Regions from separate parts of the Drosophila melanogaster genome. Here region 2 is linked to region 1. The links are chromatin contacts, called in public Hi-C maps. All regions are on one chromosome and are shown on one strand. The core of a region is the stretch at or near the end of the contact, and the rest is flanking DNA. Distances in the headings are between cores, read along the strand shown. Region 1 holds the start of rdgA (retinal degeneration A). Region 2 holds the start of CG15365.

Region 1 (3,292 bases), core at 480-2,979:
GACGAGCACCCGGCTGTACCAATAGGATGGTGTGCGACATGGTGATCTGCAAGGCAAAAATGGAACATTAATGTTATTGGCGGTGATCTATGTACTCAAGCGATATGTATGTATGTATGTTACTAGTGTGCGTTTCATTACATTACGTTTCATCTTCATCACTTACATCCTTTTTTTTAACAAGCGTTTTTTCTATAGCAAAGTCCGAAAGATTCCGAGACTCTCGAAGTTGAAGTTTACTTCGCCAGCTCTGCAAAAATTGTGCATAAATATTTATTAGAAGCATAGAGAGCTGTCAGCAAAAAAAAAAAAGACAAAAAAAAAAGGAAAAGAACAAAAACGAAAGAGATGGAAGAGATATGCTGTTGCCGCATGCAACGCATCGCCCCATCTCGCTCGCGCTCTCGCCGCAACACCAATACACGCGCACCACACATGCTGGCCAGCAGAACGCTCTTTGATTTTCCAATTTGCAACTGGGAAATAGACTAAGATGGCACTTCCAGCATGGAAAACGAGTAATTTGTGTGTGAAGCGAATGTTGGCAATGGAGAAATGCGTACATTTGTACAAGATAATGCACGCTTATGCCGCTTCACTAAAACACAAACATTCGGAAGCGCGAACAGACACGCACACACATGTACAAGGAGTAACGGCCGCCGCGTGTGTGTAACTAACTGTATGCAATCACTTGTTTTTCTTCCTTTTCACCGATTTTTCTCGAATTTTAAATAATTCCCATGTCTCCCGTTTAGTGTTCAACTTACCCGTTCGAACGCCGGACTATATGGACTATGATAATATGCTGATTCAGTAAAGAGATTCGGTAAAATCAGCGCTTGATTCGTTTTTTTTTATTTTGCCAGTTCTATGGGTTTTGAAGAGGAGGCTGAAGCTAGAGATGAGCGCTTCGCTGCGTGCCTCGCCGTGACAAAATAATCGAAAGATATCGATTAATACTAACATCTTTTATTTGATATACATTGTTTAATAATATTTACCAAATTAAATGACAATTGTGATTTTTTATACTTAATTGTATCAATGTATACTTGCATTTCAATTTGTATATGTATTTGATTCCATATTATGTTCATTCACTTTTTTATTGAAAAGCACACTTTATGTATATTACGCCTTTAGGTATAAAGCATGTTTTTCAATGCATATTTTCATTTCATTTGGCGTAATTCATTCCATATTTAGTCTTCAGATTTTTTAAATAAAATTAACTAAAGCTTTTAACATATACTCATCATAGTAATACATTACAATAACTACGGAAATTATTTATTTATTATTTTTATTTTATATATTTATAAAAAAATTATAATTATAATGTCAAATTAAAGTGGATTGCATTATTTATTTAGGTTCATTTTATTTTGTTATTACATATAAATATTAGGTATTACGTTTATTTAAGTTAGAATAAAATTAACGCCCATCAACAAATTATGGTCATTAAAGTCTTTATGAAGTAAACTTAATGTACAATCATTTTCACTTAAAGTGCATATTAAAAAGCATATTTTTACATTTTTTAGTATTGTATTTAATATAAAGTCAAAAGTTACTTTTAATGAAACAAAACTATCGCCCATCGCCAGCTCCGCAGTCTGGCCACTGTTCTCACTGTTCCCAGTGCTGCCAGACAGCGGCAATCGAAGATCCGAGTGCCCACCAGCTGTTTGATCTCAATTGGACCAATTGGAAGAGCGCGGTGTCGCGGGCAGCGCAGTCGAGCGGCGGCAGAGCGATCGGCAAAGAAATCAACAACAAAAAGCAAAATCTCGTCTCAACATTATTTACGTGCTTTTTGTTTTAGTGAAAAGTGAAGGCGCAGCCGCAGCAGCCCGTGTTTCGCGCGTTCCCATTAATTTGTTGTTATTTTCAATTGTGCAAGTGGCGTTCGTGTCTCTCTTTTTTTTTTTTTGTTTTTTCCTGTGTGTTTGTGTGCGTCCTAATTGAAAGAAAATGAAGTGAAAAGAAGCAAACAAATTGGGAAATAGCAACGTAAACAAATCAAATAATGAATGAAGTAGAAGAGCAGCGAAGTTAAATGAAACCCAGGCAGTAAATTGAAAAGCAAAAAAGCCCTGCGAAAATAAGATGATAAAGGCTGTGAAACGGGGAAACCCGTTAAAGTAGCACCGAAAAGGCAATAGTCAAATAAGAAAACACAAAATCCAACCAACGCGACGCACGCGTGTCCAATTTGTCGCCTCTGCTTCGTCTCTCTGCTTCCTCTTCACTGTTCTGCGCACACCGTTGCACGATCATTCATGTGTGGGTGTTGTATCTGTGTTTCTTGTGCATTCTATTTGATTTGTGTTGTTGCTCATCTCTTATCGCTGAAATCTCGAAATCTCAATGTTCTCGGCGACCAATGGCAAAATCAAGGTAAAAAAAAAAACGTCCACTTAATAGTTTTCTTAACTTACCAAATGGTGTCTTGGCTACAGAGAAACTTATGCTTTGAGTTGAAACTGAAATATGTACAATATTACTGTTTCCGTTAGTTTTATTTTAAAATTGATAAGCCATTCTATATTTCTCCTGACTGCGCATTGTTTAAATATTATACTAATTATCGTATCGTATCAATATCTTATCTGATGTTTGCACGAGATTTGTTGCGGTGTATTTGATTTAATATAAAACTATATCAGTAAATGTTTGATATACGTTAAAATACAACAAATATTGTACATTTTTTACAGTTACCTCCGGAAGATGCTGTGCTGGTGACGTCACCGTTGCGCTGCCTCTTCAACGGCCCCTTTCGCGATCTCCACTTCAACGTCACCGATCACCGCATTATTCCCGTCCACGATGTCGTTTTCCTCGACGATTTCGAACGCAACGTGAAGCCTTTGATTTACCGCCCCGTGACGTCAGAGGTCGCTGCCTCTGCCAACGTCGATGAGGAGGCAACGCCGGCAGAGGAGGAGCAGCGCAGCTTCATTCCAATCAGCAGGTGAGTCACATCCAACAAGTGCGACAGAGATGGCAATCAATCGATCGTGGCCTTGAACTTGATTCCATTTCGTTAGTCCCCAATTCCAATTGGAAGTGAGAGAGAGAGTGGAAGCAGAAAAGGCAGGAGAGCAAACCAATTAGAATTTCCAAATGGAGATATCAAGTTTTTGTAAATGGAGAAATCGACTTTATTTCAATTTTGTGCATTCAAACTGTGATTTTTATTTTAATTTTAATCATTTAGTTACAATTAATCACAATTAGGTTACAATTATCGCATCTAAGCATCTGTAATAATTTGTCTTGT
Region 2 (3,263 bases), core at 184-2,683, 160 kb after region 1:
TTTCACTTGCATATTTATTAGAACCACTTTATTTTTCTGCACTTGACATTTCAACATAAAATCGCTGAATTCCGTCGGAACGAATTAGAGATTTTCCAGGTAAAATAAAGCGATTTAAGGCCAAGTGCAACTGGCCAACCCAACCCAGTAAGCAACTCGGCCACTTCGGCGACCATTATCCATTATCCATTATCCATTATCCATTATCCATTCCCCCCGGGTAGAACCCGCAGTTTCGGATAGGTCAAGTATATGCGGCACTTTATGGGCTTTACGAGTGTAAAAAAAAAGCAAAAAAGCAAAAGATTGAGAAGAGAAAAGAGCTCAAAGACAGATACTTGCTTATTTCTAGAGGCTGACCAGAGCATCTTTTTCATCTTTTTTTTTCATATATATATATATATATATGTATATATATCTACTTTTTTCACCAGTTTCGTATATATTTTCGCTGTAGTTTTTGTTTTTTGCCTGTGGGGCCAACAGGTTCGCTGGCAGTTGGGAAAAAGTCAAACGGCTCAATAATCGAAGACGACGGCTCAGAGTTTTTGAGTCCGCGACTCCGAACTTCAGCTCTTTGAGTCCAGATAAATGAGGACAACAACAACAGCGACAACTTTAAAGAGGTTGTGCGTGTGCCTGTGTGTGTGTGAGCCAGCTGGGATAGGCACACTGTGCGAAAAGAGCATGTACTACTTTGTTCTAATCAAGCTAGGCAGGTCGAATTCAAATTGATTTTAGCACGTTTTCAATTTCAAATGCCACATAATAAATATATTATTATGTTTAAATCTTACAATTTTCAACATATTCTATTATTTTCTGTGTACTCCATTCGAATTAAAAAAATCAGCGAAACCAAAATAAACGAAAAATCAGACAGCAACAAGAAAAAAAAAATACGAAAATATTTTAAGCCCAACGAAAGAATAACAAATGAATGGAAATATTTGCTCACCTCTTCCTTTGGTTTTTAGTGCCTTGTAATCGCTGTTGTTGACTCTTCAAATGTGTGTGTTTTTATATTTTGTAAATTTTCTTGGTTTTTTTTTTTTTTTTGATATTTGTTTATTGCTTGCCCGCTTGATGTGGCTGCATTATATTTCAGCTGTTGCCGCTGAAAGCCAACGGAAAGCAGGCAAGTTTTCAAATTTGCACAATGAAATTGATTTTACAACGCGTAAAATTCCACAAATTATGCACGAAATGCGTTTTGAATTGCACTCAGCCACCACACTCGAAAAAAAGGCTGCCATTCACCGCTCGCCGCGAAGCGTAGCCCAAACCCCCCCAAAAAAAAAAAAGAAAAACTAAAAAAAAAAAACCGTTGCACGCCTGCGCTTTTCAAAAATCTTCCCAGTTCGCTTCGAAACTTTCATCCGCAACGTTGGCCCTCCGTCGACGACTTTCGCGTTCCAGCGCTCAAAGCAAACTGAGCTGCAGAGCGTCGGAATTGGAAGCAGCGAACGGCGACTGCGACGCGACTGCGGCGCGCCGGCGATCAGAGATGAGAGCTTAGCTTTTTTCAAAAGCTTATAAAAAAAAGAGTCATCTTCGAAATGACATTCTCATTCGATTGCAAACGTTTATGTGTACGAATTACTTGAAAATTGAAGAATATAACTTGTACTTTAGAGATTCATGCAGTTATTTAACTTGTTGGCTAAGGATTCAATCACTTTCATAAGCATATTTTCCAAAAGATCAATGTATTGTGTACTAAATGTAGTAGCTGTTTCTCATACTCTTTACTTTTTATAACTTATAATTATACTAATTATGCTTCTATTGGTGTTATGACGTACAGTCAGCACTGATTGCTTGCGAATCGGATTGGCAATCATTGTCGCCGTTCTTTCCGGTTTGCTGGCGTTGCCACAGCGCTGCAATTAAGCGGCTAATTCTGATTTTGGATACCGATTCGGATCCAGACTTGGGATTCAAACATATGTATAAACATATATGTTCGCGGCAACCGCATTAGTCCAAGTCGCAGTCGCCGCCTAGGTTAATTTCCCTCAATTTTGTGGCTTTTCGCATATAGGTTCATTGCTTACATTCATAGATACACAGCGAGAAAATTGTATTACTTACAGATAATTCTTTAAAATATTTAATAGTATTTGATATTTAATAGTATAGTATTTAAAATTTAATAGTATTTAATATTTGGTTAGTTTCTTCACTGGAATATATTTGAACCTTAAGATTTCTCAGGAGGAAGGATTTTTATACCAAGGATTTTTTAATTTCCTCTGTGTAAAACACACTTGGCTACCTGTTGCACACACACACACACACACAAATTCTAGTAATGGCCGTCCGCAAATTGACCCATAAAATTGTAACGTTGCTTGAGCCAAGATAGTTTAGCTGTCCATATATCACTGCAGATACACGACACTGGCCTACAAAAGAACACTTTGATAATTCCCCCCGATGTGCAGTGTTGAGATGGTAACGTTTTGTGCTTAGCCGACTAAGATGATCTTCTTAATATAGAAAAACTAAACTTCAAATCTACCACTTCTCACTGGCCTGTTAACCAGTGCTATTTGGTTGAGAAGTCTGGAACTCAGTGAATCGGCAGTTGTATCCGCGAACGCATAAATAACCATCCGTGGCTATATGTTCGCTGTTGTCCAGTGGTACACCTTCATCGTGTCGATCGAGGTGGCGATCAGATTCTTCGATTTGCATGCCAAACAGCCGGGAACATCGCTAGCTTACTACGAGTATATGCATCCGAGGCATGCGATTCGATTTGATATCCGATCGCCGGCGGCGATGGCCACAAGGTTATCCCCTCCCACGGATCATGGACATCATTAGCTCATTCGTCACGATCGCAATGGGTCCTAGAACCAACGATGGAGTACTCGTAAGTGAGAATCCATGGGTCATTTGGAGAATTGCCCAGATCCAGCAATCGCAACAATAATCATTCAATCCACAATGAGCCCATGAAAAGTTTGGCATTTTCATACAGGTTCTTCTCTTTGGGAAATTGCTTGTTGTATAAATCAGCTCTTTAGGAAACTCTTTTGAATTTGTGATTATATAACTGTGTAATTTTTATTTGGAAAATACCTTGTTATATCCATACAACAAAAATATTAGACAAATCATAATGGATAAAACTTTTGATAGCCGTTTTAAACAAAATTATGCATTGGAAATATTTTATTTTGTTTGATCCTTTAATCACTTTAGGTTCACCTTGATTTCGAAGGTCTTGTAGGTGTATTCCTGGATGACTTTCA

What was found. A called contact is a pair of places that touch in the nucleus more often than the background predicts.
Region 2: a Hi-C map of the Kc167 cell line shows a contact between it and region 1, with 1.8 times the contacts expected there. The contact joins the promoter of CG15365 here to the promoter of rdgA in region 1. A contact is called at or near these places in 16 of 107 Hi-C or Micro-C datasets (the D17-c3 cell line, the Kc167 cell line, the OSC cell line and 8 more) and 2 of 6 datasets of contacts at active chromatin or transcription factors (both in the Kc167 cell line).

The regions. Positions count from the first base shown.
Region 1 is chrX:8,905,339-8,908,630 of dm6, forward strand. rdgA (retinal degeneration A) reads left to right here and starts at 1,730. Exons shown (of 18, transcript NM_001201635.1): 1 at 1,730-2,406; 2 at 2,727-2,983. The coding sequence starts at 2,377. It overlaps e(r) (enhancer of rudimentary), which reads right to left and starts at 910. Exons shown (of 2, transcript NM_167171.2): 1 at 771-910; 2 at 1-46. The coding sequence starts at 40.
Region 2 is chrX:9,066,550-9,069,812 of dm6, forward strand. It overlaps CG15365, which reads right to left and starts at 1,434. Exons shown (of 7, transcript NM_132288.2): 1 at 959-1,434. CG10970 reads right to left here. Exons shown (of 1, transcript NM_001298103.1): 1 at 3,050-3,263. The coding sequence ends at 3,205. It also overlaps asRNA:CR45538.